Regions from separate parts of the Ovis aries genome. Here region 2 is linked to region 1. A link is a contact called in public Hi-C data. All regions are on one chromosome and are shown on one strand. The core of a region is the stretch at or near the end of the contact, and the rest is flanking DNA. Distances in the headings are between cores, read along the strand shown. Region 1 has its middle 96 kb from the start of SLC1A4. Region 2 holds the start of AFTPH (aftiphilin).

Evidence for each region. Hi-C and Micro-C count contacts between places; a contact is called where the count stands out from the background.
Region 2: a Hi-C map of liver shows a contact between it and region 1, with 6 times the contacts expected there. The contact joins the promoter of AFTPH here to the enhancer-like site in region 1. A contact is called at or near these places in 10 of 16 Hi-C or Micro-C datasets (blood, hypothalamus, liver and 4 more).

The regions. Positions count from the first base shown.
Region 1 is chr3:43,427,967-43,434,090 of ARS-UI_Ramb_v3.0, forward strand. It overlaps the pseudogene LOC101118177. Among named protein-coding and RNA genes, the nearest start is that of SLC1A4, 96 kb to the left of the region's middle. Within about 2 kb of position 3,940, at least 5 of the 54 cell types and tissues checked have an H3K27ac peak or open chromatin away from gene starts, as enhancers often do. A contact at or near this core is called in liver, where this site is marked.
Region 2 is chr3:43,788,752-43,795,153 of ARS-UI_Ramb_v3.0, forward strand. AFTPH (aftiphilin) reads right to left here and starts at 3,903. Exons shown (of 10, transcript XM_060413863.1): 1 at 3,627-3,903; 2 at 2,961-3,113.

The sequences.
Region 1 (6,124 bases), core at 2,690-5,189:
ACACCCTTGGAAAAAATAAGTTTTTTGGTTATCAGAAAGAAAGGATCATAAAATGTCAGCAGGTCTCACTCATGGCCAGAAGATGATGTAATATCCCTAAGACCTTTTTTTTATACATTTATGTGAAGCACCTGATTTTGATAAAGGTCAGGACTGCTGACCCCCACATGACTCTGTACTCATCCCTATGTGTAACAAAAGGTATATCAGCAAACCCAAAAATAAAGAAATCGGATCAGTTTCCGGAAAGACTGATTCCCCCATGTCGCTTCTTTCTTGCTCCTGTTTTTCTGGCTAAATTCCCATCTGGAGCATGGATGCTATTCCACGTAGACCAAGTTATTCAGCCTTTTTTTCTACACTATCTCCTACTACACTATCCGTTTCTAATCTCTCTATATATCTGTGATAAATATATATTTTTCCAAGGACCCCGACTCCGTCCCTACCTTCAAATCACCCTGGATCCACCGGGGCTGGACCCCGGCATGAAAGAACAATCAACCTTAAAGTTCTCCACCATCCTTGGGGTAGTGAGCAGTAAGGGCAAAGGGCTGGAACCTGGAAAACGGAGGACAACAGGGGACCAGGGACTGCTGGCCTCATAAGAGATGGATTCTAAATGGAAGGGATGGAAAAGATACTAAAATACTGCTGAAGCATCTTTTGCATCCTGGGTGGGATCCCAACCAGCTTATTTTTTTCTTTCTGAAAATAAACTTAGTCAACAAAAGAATTGAGATTAGGGACTCAAACCAGCTATCTGTACATACAGTGAAATTCATAGCAACATTATTCACAGTAGCCAAGAGATGGAAACAAACCAAGTCCATTGATGGATGAATGGATACACAAAATGTATACATACACCCAATAGAATATTATTCAGCCTTTAAAAGAAATGCAATTCTGATACATGGATGCACTTTAAAGATACGCTAAGTGAAACAAGCTAAATACAATAGAACGAATACTATGCGATTCCATTTATATAAGACTTCTAGGATAGCCAAATTCACAGAGACAGGAAGTAGAAAAGTAGTTGCCAGGGGCTGGGGGCAGGTGGGGATGCATACAGAAGGAAGTATTATGTGTGGAGTTTCAGAATATAGGAAGATGAAAAGATGGTGGTAGTTGTACAAAGTGAATATATTTAATGCTACTGAGGTGTAAGTTACAAATTGGTTAAAATGGTCAATTTTATGTTGTATTTATTTAACCACACACACACACACACACACACACAGACTTAGTTCATCTTTCCAGGCACTGGAAACATAACAAAGGGGTGACAGGAGATTCTCAAAGAACAATTGTTGGCAGATTGTTCTATCTGGATAAAACACATGTTTAGTGATACACTTTCATTTTGGTCCCATGATGATGACTATGATGACAAAGATGATGATGGGACTGGGGCCTCCCGCGGAGGAAGCCCTGAGGCAGCCCCATGACTGCGGGCTCCTGCCACGCCTGAGCAACTAATTCCCGGCACCCCCACTCCCTCTGGACCAGTGCAGGCTCTTTGTGAGCAGGCATGTTTTCCACTTCAGTTTTCTGCAGGGAAGAGGGCACAAGGTGGCGGGAGGGAGCAGAGGTGGTGAGGGCAATCTCCTCCTGTCAGGCAGGAAGACAGCACGAGGAAACATAGCTACCCTACTCTTTGAATGGAAAATGTGTCTTTTAGACCTTTTAGAGTCCCCTCCCACCATATTACAGGGAGGGATGACGGAACAGCTGTCACCAGTTGGGTCTGACTCATTCATTTATCATCTCTGCCTAACCCCCTCCCTCCAAATCTACCCACCCCGAAAATGCCTGAACACAGTTGACTATTTTAAGAACTGAATTCCCTGTCGGCATGGCAACTTCGGCTATACCTCTTGTTACTGCTGCCTGGATGGAAGAAAAGCCACCTTTCACCAGGGTTCCGGCAGCCAACAGGAGAAGAGATGGTTCACAGATTAGACATGGCCAGAGGGTGGACATCCAGTTTCTGTCGCATACTCTTCTTGGTGTGTTTGCTTGTTTTACAGCCCTTTAAGACTGTAAAAACTGTTCTTAGCTGACTGGCTGTACAAAAACAGGCCCTGGGCTAGAACTGGCCCAAGGACCATAGTCTATCCAACCTTTGTCTAGGACAAGAACAGCAGGTGTTCTCACTGGCTGGGTTTCTCTTTGTGGACGTTTGAAAGGTTGTGAAGGATCAGGAGGCTGATGGGTAGACACTGTGGAAGGACATTGTGATTAATTGATTTTTAAAAATTTCCTCCATCTGTCTATATTTTCTTATCATACTTTAAAAGTTTGTTTATATTCTTCTTGTGCTTTAAGGCTAAAATCTGAGGCTATGCCATCTTCACCACACCCTTAACAAGGATTGAGGCTTACAACCTGAGTTCCTTTTGTAGAGAATGTTATTTATTTCATAACCTTTTGTCACTCTTCACAAAGACCAGATTTTCCTCAAACCTATTGAAAGAAGAATATTTTGAAGGTTTCTTTTTTGTTTGAAAATTTTTCAGGAAAATAGTTTTTAGAATTTTAATTTAAAATGAATGAGTACACAAATAATAATAATTTAAAAAAAAACTCCCGTGTACCTGAAGGGCATTTCTGTGTAAATTAAACAGCTTTCGCTTTCTTAAAACATGGATTGAAAGGGGGAAATCACACCTTTGCAAACAGTATCTGTATGGAATCCAGTTTTAGGTCATAGCTGAAAGTGAATATTGCACGGAGGGGTGGGAGAAATATCTGTAGAAAAGAAAAGGGGATCATTCTTTGATGGTTACCATGGAAACCACTAGGTTACGACAGTTGAGTTTGCTAATGGGGCAGTAGGTTCTTGCTAATGGGCTCCGAGTCAGAACTGTAGGAGAGCCCTTAGGCTGGTCCCCAAGGATACACTGCGGTCTCTAAAACTCTCTCCCAACCCCCAGCACTGTTCAATTTGAGGATATTCTCATTCTGAATTTCTAGGGTTCGATGAAAAGAAAAGTGGTCTTCCCTGGTGACTCTGATAGTTAAGAATCCACCTGCAATACAGGAAACCCCGGTTCGATCCCTGTGTTGAGGAGATCCCCTGGAGGAGGGTACAGCCACCCACTCCAGTATTCTTGCCTGGAGAATCCCATGGACAGAGGAGCGTAGGGGGCTACAGTCCAAGGGGTCAAAAAGAGTTGGACACAACTGAGTGACTAACTTTGGTGCTTCCTTCCTTGATTTTAGAGCTTTGTTTTGTACTGAGCAAACCAGGGTCAAAGTGCTCACTTGCGTACCCACTTTGAGGTGTTCCAGGATTTTACAGCAAACCACTCGAGTCCTGTTTTCTACAGCAGAGCCCCTGTGTTCCTAGAAAAAAGTCCTAGAAGGTGGAGGTCTTGGGGGTTTTGATGCTCACTGTAGAATGCAGAAAGTACAACCATGAGCTCCGGAGGAGCAAGGAATCCAGCCTAAGCCAATGAGATTCAGAGGATCCAGACTCATTTTCCCCCTCCTGAAAGAACTTGACCCCAGTGTAGAATATTCTTCAACTGTCAATATCCAGAGCTGCTTTAGACATCAGGTAATTTGCCCTTAGGCATATCAATAAGTGGAACTTTGGCATCGGAATCTTTGGACTTGGATCCAATCTGCACCACACATTATTTCTGCCATGAGATATTCTGTTGTCCACCAATGGCACTGTAGTGGGGGGATCCATAAGATGCCTAGCACCCATAAATGGCTAGCACAGAGGCAGAAGCGGCCTGGAATTAGTCACCGAGGAGGTGAAAGTGCGCAGAGAGACAGACAAGAGGCTGCGGAGGACCCAGGCAGAACCTCGATGATGGGGCCCCCGCGGGGCTATCCCCAAACTTCAGGTCTTACCCGAAGTGGGCTCCTGCAACTCCAGAGGGAAAAGGCTGAGCAGACGAGGCACGGCCACCAGGGGGCGCGCCGGTCCTGGGATCTTGGAATCGAATCTGGGGCTGGGAGACGCAAAGCGGCCGGAGGGAGGGTTGGCGCAGTACCTACCTGCTTTCCCCCCAGGAAGTTACTGGTGAACAGCAGTGGCAGGTATCTCCCGGGCAGCTGCTTATCCGTCTGTATCTTCCACAAAATCAGAAGTCCCGTGAAGGCGGTGACTGTGTTTTCGCCCTTACTCCCCCAACTGCACGTGAGTTCCCTCGTCCCACCCTGGAAGGGGGCATGAGGCGTGGGGGTGCTCAGGCTGTGGGGAGATTTGAGCCCCCTGGATGAGATGTCAGATCTTCACCGCGGTGGAACCTAACCGCAGGCGGAGCTTGTACACTTGAAAACTTTGGGGTAGACAATCTACGATTTGGGCAAGAAAGAAGACTGGGTCTCAAACTTCTCAATCTCAGGACCCCTTTATGCTCTTAACATTACTGAGAGCCTCAAAGAGTGTTCTGTATACCATATTAGAAATTAAACTGAAAATTTTAAAGTATTTACTTTAAATTGCAATAATAAATCCACTACCTTACCATATATTTTTAAGAAACACCTGTATTTTCACACACAAAAAAGTGAGAAGTATGGCACCATTTTACATTCCTGCAATTTTTTAAAATGTTTAGCTTAATAAAAGACAGATGGTGTCTCTTATCTGCTTCTGGACTCACTAGCAGACTGAGTTTTCCCAAAGCACATAGCTTTATACATTCATGAGAAAATGAGAGTGAAAAGGGCAAATAACATCTTGCTGTGAAAAGTTTTCATTTTGCAGACCTCCCGTTTTGATATTAAGTATAAATTAACTACAGTGTAATTTTTGAATAAGAATTGGGAGGCTTTTTGTAAAAGAAAGGTTGTCTTAGGTGCAGGCTGACGGCTAACGGCCAGCTTGCCTTAAAGTTCACCCACTGGAAAGATGCGGCCTGTGGTACCAGAAAGCAGAGTCTTAGTCGGTGTAGACGCTAGTGTGTCATGCGAGAGTCAGAACTCTGTTGCAGCTGGCTATTCACTGTCTGCTGTTCTCAACTGCAGGGGGTGGCCAGACCCCCTCTGTGAGGTCAAAAGCATATGAGAAAATTGATCGTTTTCCTGATTCAGATACTCTGCTAACTCTGAACCCATTTGGGGGTTCTTATCAATCCAAAAATATTTCAAATATTTTTGGTCCCACTCACCTCACACTTGTTAGAACCTCTATAGTCAAAAAGATAAGAGATGGCTGCGGCTTTCTGCGCCTGCCTAGTTCACCCACCTCCCCTTCTGCCTCCGCTGCCATCATGGTGCCTGTAAAAAAGTTTGTTGGGGGTGGGGGGGGGGGTGCAAAAAAAAACAGCAGGTCCTGCAGTTTAGTCTGAACTGTACCCTTCCTGCAGAAGATGGAATCATAGATGCCACCAATTTTGAGCAGTTTCTTCAGGAGAGAATCAAAGTGAATGGAAAAGCTGGCAGTCTGGGCAGCAATCATATCAGTCGAAAGAAGCAAAAGCAAGATCACTGTGACTTATGCTGTGCCTTTTTCCAAAAGGTATTTGAAATATCTTAAAAGTGAAAGTGTTGGTCTGTCAGTCCTGTCTGATTCTTTGCATCCGCCAGGCTCTTCTGTCCATGGAATTCTTTAGCAAAAAATATTTGAAGAATAATCTAAGTGATTGGTTACACAGAGTTGCTAACAGCAAAGAAAGTTACGATTTGTGTTACTTCCAGATTACTCTAGATGAAGATGAGGAGGAAGATGAGAATGAAAACTCAGTATCTAGAATATTTTGTGTAAGTATTTAAATAAAAAAGGAAACCCTTGTGCATTGTGAGTGGGAATGCAGATTGGTGTAGCCACTATGGAAGACAGTATGGATGCTCCTCAAAAAATTAAAAATAAAACTACCGTATGATCCAACAATCCTACTTCTGAGTATATATCCAGAGAATATGAAAAGAGGATCTTGAAGAAATGCCTGCATTCCCGTGTTCATTAGCCTTGGTCACAACAGCCATGATACGGAAACAGCCCATGTGTTTGTCAACAGACGAGCGAATAATGTGGCGCATATAGACAATGGACTACTATGCAGCCATTTGCAACAACAGGGATGGGCCTTGAGGGCATCAGACAGAGAGACAGATACCAGATGTTATCACTTAAATATGTGGAATCTAAAAAAGC
Region 2 (6,402 bases), core at 2,653-5,152, 360 kb after region 1:
CCCATACACAAACACAAATGTTCATGTGCGCACACATATATACAAAAATGCCAAGACACTGAAACTCTGTGACGGCTACTATTTTTGTTTAAATTTGATAATTTCAGTGTTTCCAGCACCTAGAACAAGGCCTGACATATAGTGAGTACTCAATACGTATTTGCTATATGAATGGAAGGAAGAGAATACCATGATGTTAGAAGATATTTAGTTGGAAAGGTTTGTGGCATGCTATAAATATTTATATAAATAGAACACGCAGTGAATTTATTCTAATTTACAACTTAATTTTCCTCTGGGAACTACTCACCAAAATAGTGCTTGTAAATTAAGTTTTAAGCATACAGACAACCTTTAATTTATTAACAATTTATTTTCACAAGGTTTATTTAAGTTAGTTACTTGGAACAGGAATGGTGGTGACTGAAAAATAATAGGATGGAGCCTTACATTTCCTATTTTTCCTCTTTTTTTCACTTTTCCCAAGCTCCTTACTTCCCCGCGTCCCTCTTCTCCTCCATATAGTTTCAGACCTTTCGCTTTCCCAGGCAATAGGTCCTAATCCAGACCCCTAAGCCCTACCCTAGGCTGAGGCCAGAAATAGAAACTGGAAGTGTGATATAGGGCTGTTGAGATGGCTGGCAGCTGGTAAAGGAGAGCCTAAGCAAGGGAAGTTACTGCAGAGGAAGCTCAGGAGGCCAACAATTCTTCATTCAAATGTTTTTAAACTAAAACTTCTTATATTTTAAAAGGAAATCAACACAAAATAACACTAACTCCTTCCTGCCCTCTTTTTAAATATACACTGTTGAAAGACAGAGTGATACTTTGTTTTTAAAGGAAAAATCTGAACTTTGTATTTTACTATGATTTCAAGGGAACAACCAAGTTTAGAAAAACACATATGACACCACCCGGCTGTGTTAAATCTTAATCTTTACCAACTCTGCCTCAGATTTAAAAGTTACAGTTGAAAAGCCATGGGCTCTTCCCAGATCCTTCATTCCTCTCCAGTTCTCCAGAAGTAACTTTTACTTTGATTTGGAGTTTACCATTGCAATGCATGTTTTCATACTTCTGTCACATATTATTTGTTGTTGTCATTCAGTCATTAAAAGTCGTGTTTGACTTTTTGTGACCCCGTGGACTGCAGCATGTCAGGCTCCCTTGTCCTTCACCATCTCCTGGAGTTTCCTCAAATTCATGTCCATTGAGTTGGTGATGCCATACGACTCCTATAAAATATACTGTATTGGCATGCTTTAAAAACTATATAAATATGATAAATAAACCTATTAAATCCCGTCTCTGTCATCAGTTGCTTGACCTCAGGCAAGTTACCTAACATCTCTGTGCCTAAGTTTCCTTTCTGAAAAGTGGGGATAATACCATCTCCTAGTTTACAGGGCTGTTGTGAGTATTAAGTGAGTTAAATGAGTGTATATAAATCACTCAGAAAAGAATCTTGCTGGGAGTTCCCTGGCAAACCAGTAATTAAGACTCCCCACTTTCATTGCCAAGGGCATGGGTTCAATCCTTGCTGGGGGAACTAAGATCCAGCAAGCTGCAAAGGCTAAAAATAAATATCTTGCTCATAGGTAGTGAGTATTGGTTTAGTAACATCATATAAAGTTGCAAAGGAATCTATGACTGTGTGTGTTATGTTATGTATATGTGTGCATACACACTGATTGAGAAAAGATTAATTATCAAAATGATATGTATGGGTATTTTTTAACTCACAAATTCTAGATAAAATTAAACAAGAATATGAACATTTAGTTTAAATAATGTGTGATCGTTTAAAAATACCTAAAAATTTAATGTCCTCCTTTTATGAGTTTTTGGGGGTAGGTAGGGAGAAAAGGGGTAATCCCTCAATGAGCTGCTAATCAAAGATTTATTAAACTATTAAGGGAGGCACTTTATCATTTCACACAAAATAAAACATTTGATAAATTTCACTATTTCTCTGAACCAGTTTTTCTCTAAATAGGAAGAAATTAAAATTTAAAATGCTCTATTTTAAAATAGGATTCACCTAGATTACAAGATTTTCATAGGCAATTGGATTCTGTAAAATTTATCAATGCAATTGTGGATGTATTTTCTTTGAGTACAAGATTACTTTCATAATAGTCTCTAGGTCAAAAGATCAGAAAATATCAAAACCTAAATGTCCTACATACTATGTGAATTCTAGTGAATTTCTTTCAAGCACTTTAAAAAGATTTATCTATGTTTTTAATAGATATCTATAAAAAGATATCTATGCCTTGAAGATTAATATATCTAAAGATAATAAATGGACGATTTCTATCTAATGAGCACTTAATAAAGGTTAACATTTACTGGTCTAGATGTTTTACACAGGATCTGTTTTTTAATCCATGTGAGATATCTTCATGAACAAAAATTTGAAGACTACCATAAATTCTTTAAATATTTCTGCAAAGAATTAAAAATGACTACTACAAAGGCCAATACTGACGAAGCTGGCAAAGCACATAACATGTAGAGTAACTGTGTAGATTGTACCAACACGACAGCGTTCAAACAGCTGTTTCCCTTAGAGTTTTGGCATATACTCACGTCTAAAAGGTTAACGGAAAGCAATAGTTAAATGCAACCTCAAAGATTAAACTATCTCCGCCTCCCATTCTACCAAAAAGACTAAAACGTAGCTGGTGAAAGGGAGGATTAAAGTTCAAGAGTTTTACTTCTCCTAAAGCGAGAACTTTGAAACGGAACTACCGATTTTGTTTCATTTGCTCCCCAGTAAAATATTTCCATGTCTGGGTTAGTCCTTCCCTTGGCCCCAACGGAAGATTCAGTGGGAAATCAACGTGAACTAACCACCAAGAGTAAAACCTAAACATTCCCAGTACTTTCCCACTGGTGAAAGCTTCCTATCACCATTTACCTTATACTATGTCCCCTGCCCAAGAAAGATGTAGCACCTGCCAAACTGGGCACTTCAAGAATAATGGTCCAACTTTTCGCACGCAGTCTGGGAAGGGGATGCCGATGATTTCTTAGGGAGTGCAAGAAGGGAGCAGAAAAGGTCCTCTCAGGAAGGGATGAATGAGCTTTGGTGCCGTCTCCTCTGCCTGCTGGAGGATTCAAAAGGTGTTTGCTTCAGAGACCCTAGGAAGCAGCACACTCTGGTCGCCGCTGGCCTGGGGCCTGGGCGAAGCAGGCAGTGTTTACACCTGTCACGAGGGAGGGGGAGGGAGAAAGAGGAAGCCGGAGCAAAGCCCCAAACTTCTCAACAAGCTCCCGGGAGGGAGCGGCCGGTGCGAAGCCGAGGGCAGGTGGAAGTGGAGGGGCAGGGGGAGCCGGCGGCGGCCAGGGACGTGGGAAAAGCTCTCACTTCGCCGGCCGGTGCCCGGGAGGGCGAGGAGGGGCCGTGCGCCTCAGGCGCCGCCGCCGCCGGCGTCCCCGCACCCGCTGTAGAAGAGGACAGAGCCGGGAGCCCGCAGGCCCGCAGAGCCGGCAACGTCCCCGCAGCCCCCGGCTCCGCAGCGGGCAGGTGTCCCCGGCCCAGGCGAGGATCCGACCGGTGGGCCGGGCCAAATCCCCTAACCTCCTTCCCCCGCACGGCTGGGAAAGCTGGTGAAGCTTACCTGGTTCATCCGGGGCGGCCGCGATGGGCATGGCTCAGGGGCCCGGGGAGGAACTGGCTCCCCGGGGAAGGACCGGCTATTCGGACGCGGCGCTGGTGAGAGCGGAAGGCAGGCTGTTCACAGCCCTGTCAGCGAAGCAGCGCCATGGACGCCCACCCGGAGTTTCAGTGCTGCCGCGAGACCCCCATCCCATTACCCTCCGCCCTCTTCCGCCGCCGCCGCCGTCGCCGCCACCGCCTCCACCTCCTCCTCCGCGGAGACCCCCCGCCCACTCCACACACTCTCCCATCATGCAGCGGGGGAACCGCTGCCGCTGAAACGTCACTTCCGGGCGCAGGTGGCTAGGTCGGGGCCCGGCGCTGGTGGGTGCAGAAGGGGGGTGGGGGGTGGGAGGACACACAGGGGGAATCAGTGTCACAGAATGCTTACCCCGTGCGCAGGCGCCATCGTGCAGAGCGCCGGCAGCCATTTTGGGTGCGGGCAAGCTGCCCTTTTCCCTGACTTCCTAGCGAGTCATCGAGCTGTGGGGTGGGGGGAAAGACGTCCTCCCGCACTCCGCCGCTCCTGAGGCAGCGCTCCGGGCAAGGGGCAGGTGCTCCTCAGCCTGCTAAGATTAACGTTCAGCTCGGGACCGTCTTAACTCTCTTGCTCTCCAAGTAAAATTTGCAAAGGTTTGAGGTACGGAACTGTATCTTCACCAGAAACCTACTGGAGAGCACTTATTAGCTTGCCCTTTTCGCCACGAAAAACGACTTTTTCGTTCACAGTCTAAGTCCCTTCCTCTTTTTAATTTACGCTGACAGAAGAGGAAGTTGATATATAAGAAGAGTTAAATCAAATTTAAAATGGGAAGCAAGAGGGAAGGCACCCGCCGAACTGAAAACCGGCTTTGAGACCAACAACAACAAAAATTTTGGGGATCCTGCTAACAGATTGAACGGTGGTCGTTTATTCATATATGCTGCATAAGACTATTCGATTAAAGTAAAGAAATAAAATTAACTTCCGCGTTTCTATAACAGCCGTCATAACATTTTTCTATCGTCAGTCTTGATCGTTTGCGTTTTTATAACCTTTCCCCTTCCATTGTAATGAATATCTGTTAGAACACCAGCCACTGTAAAAGCCAGATTGCAAGATTGAGGGGATTATTGTTATCGTCTGGGATGATGAGCCTGGGATCCTATCCGGCAATCGTGAGCGGTACCGGCTGCTCCTTCTTACTTTCGCCAAACCTGCACAGGCAATTTGAATAATTTAAAATAGTTCCCAAACAGCAAAGCTCAGCAGCTACGCAAAGAAACAAGGATGGAAAACACCCCCCTCAGCCACAGAGAAGTGTCCACCCTTTTGAGTGGAGGAATTATACAAATCAGAGGGAAGATAAGGACAAAAGCAGTTCATCACGGTTTATCCCGCCTCTGCAATGTTCTAGACGACTTAACTTGGAGCGCTAAAATAGACCCGCATTTGTCCCTTTACAACTCAATTGCTGTAAGATACACGGAGACTGCATCACTTTAAATTGGAGTGTCAATTGTTTTGCGGTGGTGGTGCTGGATTTTTGTTATTGCTCAGTCACTAAAGCAAGAAAAATCTATATACAGCTTGTCAAATTTATCCCTATTGTATTTCGCCCCCTGCTGGTATGGGAGCTTGTAGTTCGTGCTCAATCTCTCAGCAGAGTCCGACTCTTTGCGACTTCATGTACTATATAGCTCGCCCGACTCCTCTGTCCATGGGATTTCCCAGGCAAGAATACTGGAGCAGGTTGACATTTGCTTCTCCAGGGGATCCTCCCTATCCAAGGATTGAACCAGTGTCTCTTGCATTGGCAGGCGGGTTCTTTACCACTGAGCCTCCAGGGAAGCCATGTATGTATATGTATATGTATATGTGTATGTATATGTATATGTATTTCACTATAAATGTTTATTGACTGGGAAGGAAAGAAAACTATCTACGTTATGTGTTTAGAGACTGGAAATGAATTGATTTTAGATATATTCATAGCTGTTACAATTTGATAGCTCAACTAAGCAGAAATAGCAGAACATACGACAAAAACCAGACTCATCATCAAGAAAATGTTTAAAACGAAATAATAAATTTAAACATCAAAACTTTAAAAAGAAAACTCTGCTTTCAGAAAAATCTTCCTAATTTCATGCATAAAATATTACAGAATGATTTTTGTGAGGTAACTGCAGAAGCCAGTTCTATTCACTTAAGGACAACAATAGAGAAATCAGTGTCCAACATTGTGTAGAGCTGTTGAGTCCGCGTTTGGCCAGCTGACTTGAGAGCAATCAACCAACTTGTAATTGGTAATGTTACACATAATTTTGGAGGCAGCATTCCAATGCTTATGAAATTGTATTACAAAAAGAAAATAGCTCTGAATATTTTTAAGATGAATGGATGAGGAAGAATTATTAAAACCCATTGCATTTGGATCCAGTGATCTTTTTATTTACTTTTTTTTAAAGTTATGGCCATAATTACTTAAGATTTTGCATCAAGAAACATTGAATGACTAGTTACCATTTGTTGTAGTTACTTCTAATTTTTTCTCTTATGCTCTTTACAAAATTGTCACCATCGTGTAAACCAATTTTGTATCCCTTTTCTCACTTAATATTATGTTTTAAGTATTTCATCCTGTTACTTAACATTTTATAAAACTTTGATTTTAATTGCCTACATAGTATTCAATGGAGTGGATATACGTGACTTATCCATTATCCTGTTTGTGGATATTTTCCACTATTACAAA